Regions from separate parts of the Zea mays genome. Here region 2 is linked to region 1. A link is a contact called in public Hi-C data. All regions are on one chromosome and are shown on one strand. The core of a region is the stretch at or near the end of the contact, and the rest is flanking DNA. Distances in the headings are between cores, read along the strand shown. Region 1 holds the start of LOC103627123. Region 2 overlaps LOC100216932 (NSP (nuclear shuttle protein)-interacting GTPase).

The links. Hi-C and Micro-C count contacts between places; a contact is called where the count stands out from the background.
Region 2: a contact with region 1 is called in a Hi-C map of endosperm, with 2.0 times the contacts expected there. The contact joins the enhancer-like site here to the promoter of LOC103627123 in region 1. A contact is called at or near these places in 3 of 25 Hi-C or Micro-C datasets (ear, endosperm and leaf).

The regions. Positions count from the first base shown.
Region 1 is chr5:160,438,517-160,444,279 of Zm-B73-REFERENCE-NAM-5.0, forward strand. It overlaps LOC103627123, which reads right to left and starts at 2,297. Exons shown (of 1, transcript XM_008647441.4): 1 at 1,528-2,297. The coding sequence starts at 2,167. The coding sequence ends at 1,700.
Region 2 is chr5:160,678,953-160,684,715 of Zm-B73-REFERENCE-NAM-5.0, forward strand. It overlaps LOC100216932 (NSP (nuclear shuttle protein)-interacting GTPase), which reads right to left. Exons shown (of 14, transcript NM_001359522.1): 3 at 4,783-4,844; 4 at 4,527-4,614; 5 at 2,543-2,604; 6 at 2,366-2,459; 7 at 1,729-2,250; 8 at 1,150-1,608; 9 at 894-1,064; 10 at 212-316; 11 at 1-120. Among protein-coding and RNA genes, the nearest start is that of LOC100216932, 8.9 kb to the right of the region's middle. Within about 2 kb of position 3,594, at least 1 of the 20 cell types and tissues checked has an H3K27ac peak or open chromatin away from gene starts, as enhancers often do. A contact at or near this core is called in endosperm, where this site is marked.

The sequences.
Region 1 (5,763 bases), core at 1,047-3,546:
TGAGTGAACCAATTTGGAGAGTCGAATAGCTTGGCAAGTCAAATGGCTAGTCCGTTGGAGAGTTATTTTGCTATTGAGTAGCCAAAATTTTGTTTAACGAGTCATTATTTGACCAGTCTCTTGGAGATGCTCTAAACAGTATAGTCGATAGGGAACACATTGGAAATGATCGGGAACCAATAATTAAAATAGAGAATACCGACACATATCTAACCAATTCAAATGTTCAACTTAACGTAGCAGATACAACATAATCTTACAAAAAAAATATAATATATTATATAGCGTCACAACTACATGACAACACCTTGAGTACATCGCTAGTCGCTGCAACCAAAACCAATAGCAGTAGCACAATCCAAAAACAATTTCATAAGGTAAAACATTACACCCACAAAAAAGTTCATAACTAATAACTAACAATCCATTGTGGGAGGGAACAATAGTTCATAAGTTCAAACATAACAACCATAAAATATGTATCGACTTTGATCACAAACAATCAAATGGGATATAAAGAACCCCAAAATTTTACAAAGTGCAACAGTCTACAGTTCACAAAAAGTCCAGATCATTTGCATGAGGCTTGTGGATAGACAAGTGGTTGGTGAGCTTAGATGCTTGATGAGCTTAATTTCATATAAAAAACGGTCCGTAGATATACATGATCATTAAATACGGTAGGGAACCAACTGTTTTTGTTCCCGTTGCAGCCATTTCCCCCCAGGAATTTTCATGCTCCTGTATTTTTTTTGCGGATTCGACGTACTATAGATTGTTACGGTATACGGCGTCCGTTGGTACGGGATTTTTCCATCCTATTTCCATCCCTAGTCATTATGGACTGCCAATATCGACCGATACATTGGATGATCGGGTTGGTACTAATCGTGTTGTAGCTGATGTTGGTCGTTACTGACCCGTACATTGAACAGTTCAGTTAGTACTGATCGGTCGATTCAACGTGGTTGGCTCCAAATGGTCGCTTCAGTTAGTACCGATCCGAGGTGGCCGGTATACCGTACCGACCGACTTCTTTAAGGGCTAGTTTGAAAACACTATTTTTTTAAGGGATTCATATTTTCCCAAGAGATAATGAATTAAATTCTCTTGGGAAATAAAAATCCCTTAGAAAAAAAGGGTCTCCAAACTAGTCCTAAAGAGAAATTTTTGATAGATACATACATGTGCCTCCTTAACTAGTCGTGGTAACAATTAATATACAATCAGATATTATGTGCATGTGTGCAAGTGAACCTCTTATCTATTAGATCATGATCTAACTATAGACATAATCGTGATTTGTTATATGGTTTTCTATAAATTTACACGAGCTGGTGGTGGAAGTGTTTAAGTGTTAAATGTAATACATAGTTGGATCATAATCTAACAGATCAGTAATATCGCTTTCACGCTTATATATAAGATCTGATTGCACATTAGTTGTTGCAGCTAATCATTGCTTGCATCTGTTGTAAATAGTTTGAAATCCAAGAAATAAAAATTCAAAAAATACTAAAATATGGCTTAGAAATAAAGAGTGGTATTTAGATTCATTCGCATCCCTTCTTCCTCTATATTATATTCCTTCGTACTATAGCATCTGAAACATGAATCCTAGGTGGCCAGTACTAGGCGCCTGGCTTCAAGATGCGCATTGAACCAGAAGCCTTCTGTGTACTGGTGAAAACAGCTGATTTCATCCACGCCGGCGACGGCGAGCCCCGTCCCACGGCGCCGCTTGCCTTGCGTACCGCGCGGAGAAGGAGCGCGACAGGTTCTCGGGCTCCCTCGCCGCGCCGCCCTCGTCGAAGTTCTGCGCGTACTCCTCGTGCCCGTACTGCTGCTCCTTCACCGACGATCCGGTCCGGCTGATGACCACCTTCCTCCTGCCCCTAGCGATCCACGCCCACAGCGCGCGGACCACCGCCCCCACGCCGCCTGCTGCTGGCCGGGGCGCGCGCCAGCCGAGCTCGCCGTTGCCGCCGCCCCCCGCTAGGTTTCTTGGCCATCCGTGGCCGCCGCCTCCGGAGCCGCATGACGCGAAGGTGGCCGCGAGGGCGGGCGGCATGGACATCTGCCTCCTGAGCTCGTGTGCTGCGACGGGCATGTACGGGCTTGAGGCGGCGCCGCGGGACGCTTCCGGGGTGGTGGACATCATCAGCATTCAGCAGCAGGTCTAGCACGGCGGCGCGGTGGCAGGGACGGTTGGTTGGTTCGAGGGGATTCCAGGCAGCTGCAGCCTGCAGCTCTGTGGTCTGTGGATGTGACAGCGGTGCGGACGTGCGGTCGCGGTGATTCACGAGGGGATACGGGCATACGGCATAGGCTAGTGTAGGCGTGTAGCTACTGTTACAAAACATTCACATGTGATCAACCGATGGCAGTTATTGCCCAAGGGTCACACCTTTTGGGACCCTGTGTACTCTAGTATATATATATGAGTCTCTGCAATAAAGTTATGGTTCTGTCATTTTCTCTCTCTCTACTGAGCACTACACTTTAACACGTTATCAGCACTGCTCACGAGATCGATATGCGAGAAAGGGAAACGAAGAAGTAGACGTCGGCGGACGATGATTCTTCCGACGCAGAACTCTGGCATGAACTTGGATTTATCATGTGCTTGGACTTCGATGCGACTGTCTGTGAGTATCTAGCGACAGAAATGCACATAAAAAAAATTGATCTGCATTCTTACGTTGCTCAGGCAACGTTGCTTAGATTTTTTTTGTCCTCGATTGGTAGTTTTTGGCCATGGCCTTCTCGCCCACGGGCCGCCGGGGGCTGGCCTCCGTGCCCGCATGGCCGGAGCTGTGCCTGCACGACTGAGCGTCGGAGGCCACCGCACCCACGCGCACAAGGGTTGTTTGCACGTGCCCACGCAAAGGGCTGCCTGGCCGCGCGCCTGTGCAGGGGATTCCCTCGCCAGGGCCATGCCTGGCCGGTGCGCCCGCGCAGGGGCTGCTAGCGCTAAGGCTGTGCCTAGCCGGGGCCTGAGAACGCGCCTGCACCGCCCCGGGGCCGCCCACCGGCGGGCCATGGCCGCACCGCGCTGGGCAGTCGGGGCCGTTGCTCCCGCGCCGCCGAGGGCCGCGCCCGCGCGCTCGCCGCCGGGGCCGCGGGACCCGCACGCGCCCGGGGAGCCGCGCGCCGCCAAGGGGCTACGCTTGTGCCGGGGCCACGCCTCGTGCTCCTGCGGCAGGGCTGCCGCGCCGTCGGGCAGGCGTGCTGCCGGGGTCGCGCCCCTCGCACTGCCTAGGCCGCGCACCCGTGCATCGATGCCGGACAGCCGGGGTCGCGCGCACCGAGGTGCTGCGCCGCGCCCGCCCATCGCCGGGGGGCTCGCCCGCGCCGCGCACCCTCGCGCTGCCGGGGCCGCGCACCCGCGCGCCGGGGGAGGTCGCGCACCGGGGCCGGCTGCTGCCGCGCCTGGGCTCTTGCCGCGCCTGGCCACCGAGCCGACTGGCCGCCGCCGCCGCCTGTGATGGGGTGGCCGGTTAGGGTTCAACCCTAACTGCCAGCCCCTTATGGCTTCGCTAAGATGGGCCTCATGGGCCGTCTTGGCATGGTTGGACATTATAGTCCATTTTGGATCTATAAAATTTATTATTTTTGTCTCTTAGTTTCTGCAATTATAGTGAGAGGACATGTGTGTTAATTCAATTACTATTATTCAACAATGTTGAGTATCTAAATTTAAATATTTAGACTACTCACGACATATGTAACTGTACACACTTGTCTGTTTTATTATGAAAAATGCAGACATGTTAGTGAATTATATTTTATTTATATTTATAATTCACAAGTTTTTTGACTTGCTTTTATTTTTGCATTCTTTTATGTTTGCATAGAAAACATAGCACATAATTAAGTCGAAACTTAACGGTCCTCATGCAAAACAAGGTTGCATTTTTTTTGGAAAAGCATAGGGTGATGGAGTCCTAAGCACTGGCTGCGCTAAATTCTTTATAGAGTTTAGTAGCCCAGAGACCGTGCTTTAGGCCGCATTTGAAATGCCTATCACTATGAGGTCTACATCTTTCGAGATGATTACCTATATGTGCTATCCAAAAAGATCACGGACCACGCAGGCGTCGCGGGCTATGGAGCCAGGCTGGACGCTGCAGTCATGCTGACTGCTACAAGAATTCTTTAAATGATGAATTCTTGCAAAATATGATACATATCTTGAACTTGGGATTATTCAACACATGATGGAGATCTAGGCTTTGGCTGCAATAAGTTCTTGGAATTTATTTGCCCTGAGACCAAGCTTTTAGACAGCAAAAAGTTATTTGCCCATCAGTAAGAGGTCTACATCATATGGTTATGATGATTACCTATGTGTTCACCCAAGTAGATATGTTGGAGATGTGATGTTGGTTATTCACCATTATGGTGATTACCATTTTGTTTTTGAAAATTTGGTCAAGCACATGGTAGTGGAGTCCTAAGCACTGGCTGCGGTATGTTCCTTGAATATATCAGCCCAGAGACCATGCTTTCAGGCGGCAAATGTTTTGCCCACTACTGAGAGATCTACTCCATTGTTTCATTACATGGAGATTATCTACGTTGTGTACACCAATTTTCAAAAATCTGTGGTACACTTTATGTGACACCTAGAATTCTCCAACATATAAAGATATAATATATTTTGTGGCAAAGTTGCAACAGCAAACTAAAATGGTTAAGCCATTTGAAGGATAATAATTTAATAGAGTTTGATGAACTCGCCTAATGGGCTAAATTACCCTTAATGTTCATTGGATATGTTCATTTCATTTTTGCATGATATGGGAATTCACCTCTTCATTTTGGAGGAAATGTGATGCTCCCATTCTCTTATGGTTCTTATGAAAAGAACTAATGTGCTTTTGTGGCTTGATGTGCAAGCCCAAAATGAATAGCAAAGAAAATCATAAGACATGTGGACTTATGAGTATGTGTCTACATTAAGTTGTAGACTAACACTTTGTATTCATATATTTTGTTTGAAAGCAAATATATAAGCACATTAAAAAGGGAAGAGAAATGAGTATGACAAACTCTTTTGTCATTACACTATATGTGATATAGTGTTGTATGCCTAAGCATCTAATCATGTATATGGAATCCCAATAGATGCATACTACTCATGAAAGCTAAGATATGAAGTGTACTTCAATCTTCCATCTGACATGATAACAGTGGTTAGTTGTGTAAATCATGATTTGGACTAATCATGTAACAACACTTCTTTTTCTAAGAGAAGACCACTTTGTTAGATGATTTGCTATTGAGTACTATATAAATGATGCATGAGATTTGGTATAATCTCATAATTGATGTTGTGATAGGTTCAACTCATGTGATGTGAGTTGAACACACTCATGTGATTTGAGTGTAAAAACTCATATGAATTTGAGTTAAACAAACTCATCAATTAGAGTTGAACGAACTCTTCAAGGGAGTTGAAGACTCATTGATTTGAGTTGTGCAAACTTGTACAGGGATTCTTCCAATTGAGGAAGAAACATGCAATGTGGAGAATTGTGCCACAAACTCTATAAGTGGGGAAACAAAATATTCTCATATTCCTTTGGAAAGAGGAAAGAATATTTTGACAATCGCTTCGCGCGATATCATGATATGTTAATATCTAGTCCCCTTTTGATAATGGAAGTATCAAGGATGTGTTGATATATCCTAATTTGATCTTACCAAATTATAGAGATATCCATAAAATTTCTATCATGTGGAAACACAAAGTGATAG
Region 2 (5,763 bases), core at 2,344-4,843, 240 kb after region 1:
CCCAAGATCAAAAGGGTTTGAAGCTTTCACAGGTTGGGGGTGGGAATATGCATGTTGTGAATATACAGGTTGCTGATATGTAGGCTGAGGAAATGCTCCGTGAAGATATGATTGCAATCCCTGGAATTGAAGAGCATTCCTTATGTAAGATAAAAAGACAGTAACAGCTCAGGTGCATAATATGTTACACAAATTAGAATGACATGGATACCACTCCAGGTGGATATTGCATGGCGTATCCCATTCCAAAATGGGGAGCTCTCTGCCAGCCAGGCATCATTTGAGTTGATGGTGGATATAGTGCAGTAAAGATATCCTGCAATAAGTTTTGTCCAGTGTCAAATATGCTCATGCAAATGAGTCCGTTGGAAAGCAGTGTCAGATCCATCAGTTCATCATTTTTTTCCAAAACACTCTGCAAAGAATCGAATAGAAGAAACTTGTCCAGTTGTCTTCTATTGATAATAGGTAATGATCTTGCAAATGAACGACCGTGAGAACACATGCACTGACAAGTACAAAAACATTAACAACATTTATGGCATTCAACCCATAAGTTTACAGAAACCAAAGGCTCAAAGCAAATGAAGTTTGCACAAATTATTTTCAATCTAGCAACTAGTTCATTCCCATAAGCCAGCCAAACGAAACACATCAAAACAAAACCATGAATCTAAAGAGAAACTACAATTATTGCTGAACATTATACATTTGTATGGTGGCTACCCATTTTCATTTGGAATCCAATGTAGACCATGATTTCACTTAACTACCTCATAACATATACAGTGCTTGTCAAATAAAACTCCACTAAGTGACATCACATTCAATCAAGAAAATGCTCATTATTTTTTAGAAGACGCAAAACACACAGCTAATCATGTATGACATACCACTGGAAGTTCTTTCCTGCTACTGAATTTACTGTCAGTAGAAGAGGCTGCTCCTTGAATACCACTGGTTCCTTGTGGATTTGCAGTAGCTTGAGATGGAGGTCCAGCTGTTGGGGCAGCTAGAGGAGATTGTTGAACTGATGATCCTTGGCCGGACATTACTGTTGAGGCCTGGGGAAGGAATCCAGTGAAAACTATTTTTTAGGAAAAAAGGCTCAGGTGCATAAAGCTTAAAAATTTATGAAAACACAACTACCTGGTTGCCTGAGATTCCAAAGGGCGCATCAAACAAGGAATGTGACTGGTCTAGCACAGATGAATGTCCTCCATCATTTGCTTTCAAAGTGGGATCAAGAGAAACAGGATAAGCTGACGCATTTGGTGCAGAGGGTGCTTCAGAGAATGACAGCTGTGCAAGTGCAGACTCAAGAGGATTTACACTGCTGCTTGTTTGTGGTGTTTGTTGTTGGCCAAAAGAATCAAAAGATGCCCAGTCACCACCACTGACAGAAGGATCACTTTTCCCTTGTTCAAGAATAGGCTGTGGTGCTGCTGCGTTAAATGGAGGTTGTTGTGGCATAGGGGTGGGTTGTGGTGGTGCTGTGGACGCAGGTTCAGGATCTGCACTAAAATCAATTAAACTTACAGCACTTGCCACCTTTGTCTGTTCTGATGTGCCTTCTGAAGAACCAATGCTGCTGGCACTAGATATTGTCTACATTATGAACAAGCAAGAGGAATATTAAGCGAACATATGCACAAGAACACGATGATATTTCAAGTGTACAAAAGCAATGTCAAAAGAAGGGGAATGTCAGGAGTAACAAAGAATAACCTTTGTCAGTGGTGGAGGATCAATTGCCCTGGTTCCATTTGGCTTTGGAGGACCAATTGGTCTGACTACACTCGGCTTTGGAGGATCAATTGGTCTGACTACGCTTGGCTTTGGAGGTTCAGTAGCTGGCTTTGACGGTTCACCAACCCGAAGTTGAGGAGTATTGTCACCCAATATATCCCTAACTGGTCGTACAACAGGACTAGAACCATCAGCTTCTTTCTGGAAATCTGGAGATCCACTATCTGGTTTTCTGGGCTCCGAAGACCAACGGTCTTCAAACCTTTGAACTGGAGTTGTTTTTCCAGATCTATCATCGACAACCTCAAAGTAGCGAGGACTTTTCTTATAGTCATTTTGGTCATAGCCAGGACTACGGTCCCCATAGGAATATCTGGAATTTCTGTCATCACTCCGTCCACTATAACTCCGACGATCAGAGTAACTTCCATCTGGCGGACTTCTTGAACCACCCCAATTTCCATCAGATCTCCTATTTTCACTATACTCATCCTTGTCATCCTGCAAGATGACGATCAACCAGCACACAGTGAATTTCAAAGGGAAAATTACATTTCCAGAAATAAGGATTGGTTACTGAGGAGAAACATTTAAAGCGGTAAGGATACAACATCACCTTTGCCCTTGGTGGCTTATCAGTACTTCTTTCTCCTGTGTATCTCCGTTCCACATACACATGCTTAATGAAATTTCTCAATTTGTCAGCATTACTGAGACCAAAAGAAACATGTCATACTTCCCATACATAATTAAGCATTGTGACTTACAAAAAGAAATTGCTAAAAAAGATCACCTGCTGTCAGGGTATCCATTTCGTTGAGGATCCCACTCCTTGAAAAATACTTCTCTAGCACGCTACAAGTCAAGTAAAATCTGTTATATTTGGTAGTTTAGATATTGTGTATCGTAGACTATCATATGTATCCATGGGTTGCCTTGTTTCCTAGTCCTGTACTCTATATAAACCACCTAAGGACTCAATGCAATGCATCCATCCAATTACAACAATTTTATTTTCCTCCATGGTATCAATTGCCCGGGTTCGGTTTAGATCTAACCCTAGCCAGCGATAGATTCTGCACCACGCACCCCCGGGGAGAGATTTATCTCCACCAGGGGCAACGCCACTGTTTAGGCGCCCACCTCTTCATGCCGGGCGTTGGACACTCGTTGTCACTGTTTAGTCTGCGATCAAGTTGTAGGTGCACCCGTTGAGTTGCACAGGGAAGATCCCACTGCTGCTGTTGCACCCTTTTTGGTTTGCATGATCACTAATCGGGACTAAGTCACCCGTTGCTTGCCAACCTCACGTGCTACTCCAACACCGGCATCTACATCTTCGACTGTGCGGCTTGGCCAAGCGTGCGATGTTGTGGGGATGCATTCCCACGTCGCTTCTCAACCATCCCGTCTGCATGTCTATATTGTCAGTTTGTCATCACCAGCATAGATCAGGATTCAAGACACCTCTGCTGACCTCTTCCGTCGTCGCTCCATCTCGCGCGTACTTGGTCCCAACTCCCTACAATTGATTGTGTGGTCCACCTGGCTCCCGTGACGTCCATCGCAGGGTACTATGCACGTCTTCTTCGAGCAACAGGGCTGCTGCTGTGTCGCCTCGTCGAGCCACACCATCATCAAGGTCTGCTTGGTGGTTGCATATACATCATCATCCCATGTGCATCGATGACTGTGCTGCACAATCTGTTGCACCATCCGTCTGCACAAGGCCTTTGTCCTATTGATCGCCTTTGTCGTCGACTTAGAGCACTACATGTGAGCGTGAGGCCTTGTGCGCGAAAGCACCGCTGCCCATCCATCGCCAGCCCGGACTGCTTGCCTTCGGGTTCAACGCATCCACTCCCTCACTGCTTCTCCGTCCAACACAACATCACCAGCATCTTCGTCTTGTCCCCACCACTTCGTCTATTCCGTTAACTGTGTGCTGCATCCATACCTTCTACCCTACTGTTCTACAACAATCAACGCTACTACTTCTATGATGGTCCCTCTACCTTGTACGTCCGGTATTGGCAACAACGACACTTGCTTTCGTGTCTGGCGCGTTGCTGAGTCTGGCAAATCCAGCCCAAGCCTCGGTTCAGGCAACTTGACTGCATCTACATCGGCATCAACTCTCATGTTCCCACCCCATCTGCCTCGATTGCATCGTCTCCTTTCACCTTCGTCTTTGGCAGCCCTGACTGTATGAACCTCAGTATAGCCTCCTTCCACGACGACTACCCAGACATGTCTTCATCATCTCCTTGACACCTCTTATGCGCTTGCAACTACACCAACACAGCAACCTCACCACAACTATGTCGGCCTCGCTATCTTCAGCACGACTCCTTCAACCACATCAATTGTGCCTTATGCTCGGCTACCTCGCATTGGCACAACCACATAAGCTCCTTGTTGGTTTCTACTCTAGTTGCAACATTTGCATTGCAATGTCACTACGACTTCAGGAGAATGTTAGCCTTTGGCTCCTCTTCTCCAGTCCAATCGTCTGCGATGTTCCCGCTACGACTGCGGAGGGTTGTTAGAGTATATTTGGTAGTTTAGATATTGTGTATCGTAGACCGCCACATGTATCCATGTGTTCCTTGTCTCCCAAGTCTTGTACTCTACATAAACTGACTAAGGGCTCAATGCAATATTGCAATACATCCATTCAATTACACCAATTCTATTCTCCTTCAAAATCAATGCCGTGTTGAATAGAAGACATGGGATTGATGGGAAAAGTAGAAAAAAAAACAGATACATGTTACCTCATTCCCCCCTTCTTGAAGGGCAGTAACTTCTTGTGCAGTAAATTTGGCCATGGAAACCGATTTTACTCGATGCGTGAACTCCCGACTAGGAAAACAAAGTGATTTATATTAGGAAAAAGACTGGCATATTTCACCAGGGGACTGGTGTGCCCAATAATTCACTCCATCATGCCATATACTGTTAAACAAAAAAGAAGGGAAGGCTCGATAGATTGGTCGTCTAAACTAAAAGAGGGCACACTAAAATACTTACTGTGCTCCACTGCAATTGGTACAAACGAAGGTCCAGAAATTTGTGCAGGCATATTGTGGTCCCTGTTCAAATCAGCATATCAGTGTTCTTGCTTTTTTCTTCAGGTGGAACAGTAGGGAAGGCAATAACAAAACATTATTCTCATAATATATTAGCAAGATATGTACAGAAGATCCCAGAACCAAGACACTTCTAAGTCGACAAGGTAAAAAAATAAGTACAAAAGATGAAAGAAAATAAACAAGGTATTCACTTTACGAAGCAAATGGGACATATGAAAGATAGTAATGCCCAAAGTTTGATGAGATACAAGATAGCAGTTCAGTCAAAGGCACACACAATATTCACTTGAGCACTGAGGGAGTAGGGTTACTTCAAGGTTCTTAAAGTGCAGTGCCTGAAGTGAGGCGTGCACCTCTCACCACGCAGGATGACTTAGCCCCAGACAGAAAGTGAAAAAGAAGGAAAAGAGCAGTAGGGTAGTCCTAACTACATGAATTTTGTTGTTATTAAGTCCTGTTTCCTAAGCACTCTCCTAGTTACTTGTGCTAGTTAATTATAGTCATTAAAGACCTTGGGCAGCTCAACAGGTGTGTGCGGCTGCCAAGGCTCCTATCTGATTAGCTAAGCTCTAATGAGCTGTTATGTAATCAATATGACTCATCTCATCTTTCTATATAATCAAGCAATGATGGCTGAGGTTAGTACCTCCGGCAAAACCACTCTGTTTACCTCTAACATTTGGTATCAAAGCTTAGGTTAGACACCTGAGAGTCTCAAGGCCGACTCCTCTCTTCTCTACTCATGTCGACCTCTGCTGAGCGCGCTGCCAGGCTCAAGGCCAAGGGAACCAGCGAAGGAGAGCTGGGCGACTTCTCCAGCAGGGCTGCACGCCTGAAGGCTGCAGAGGAAGCAGCGGCGCTGGCAGTCCAGGCAGCGAAGCAGGCAGCGGCTGCAGCAGAGGCAGCGGCAAGGACGGCG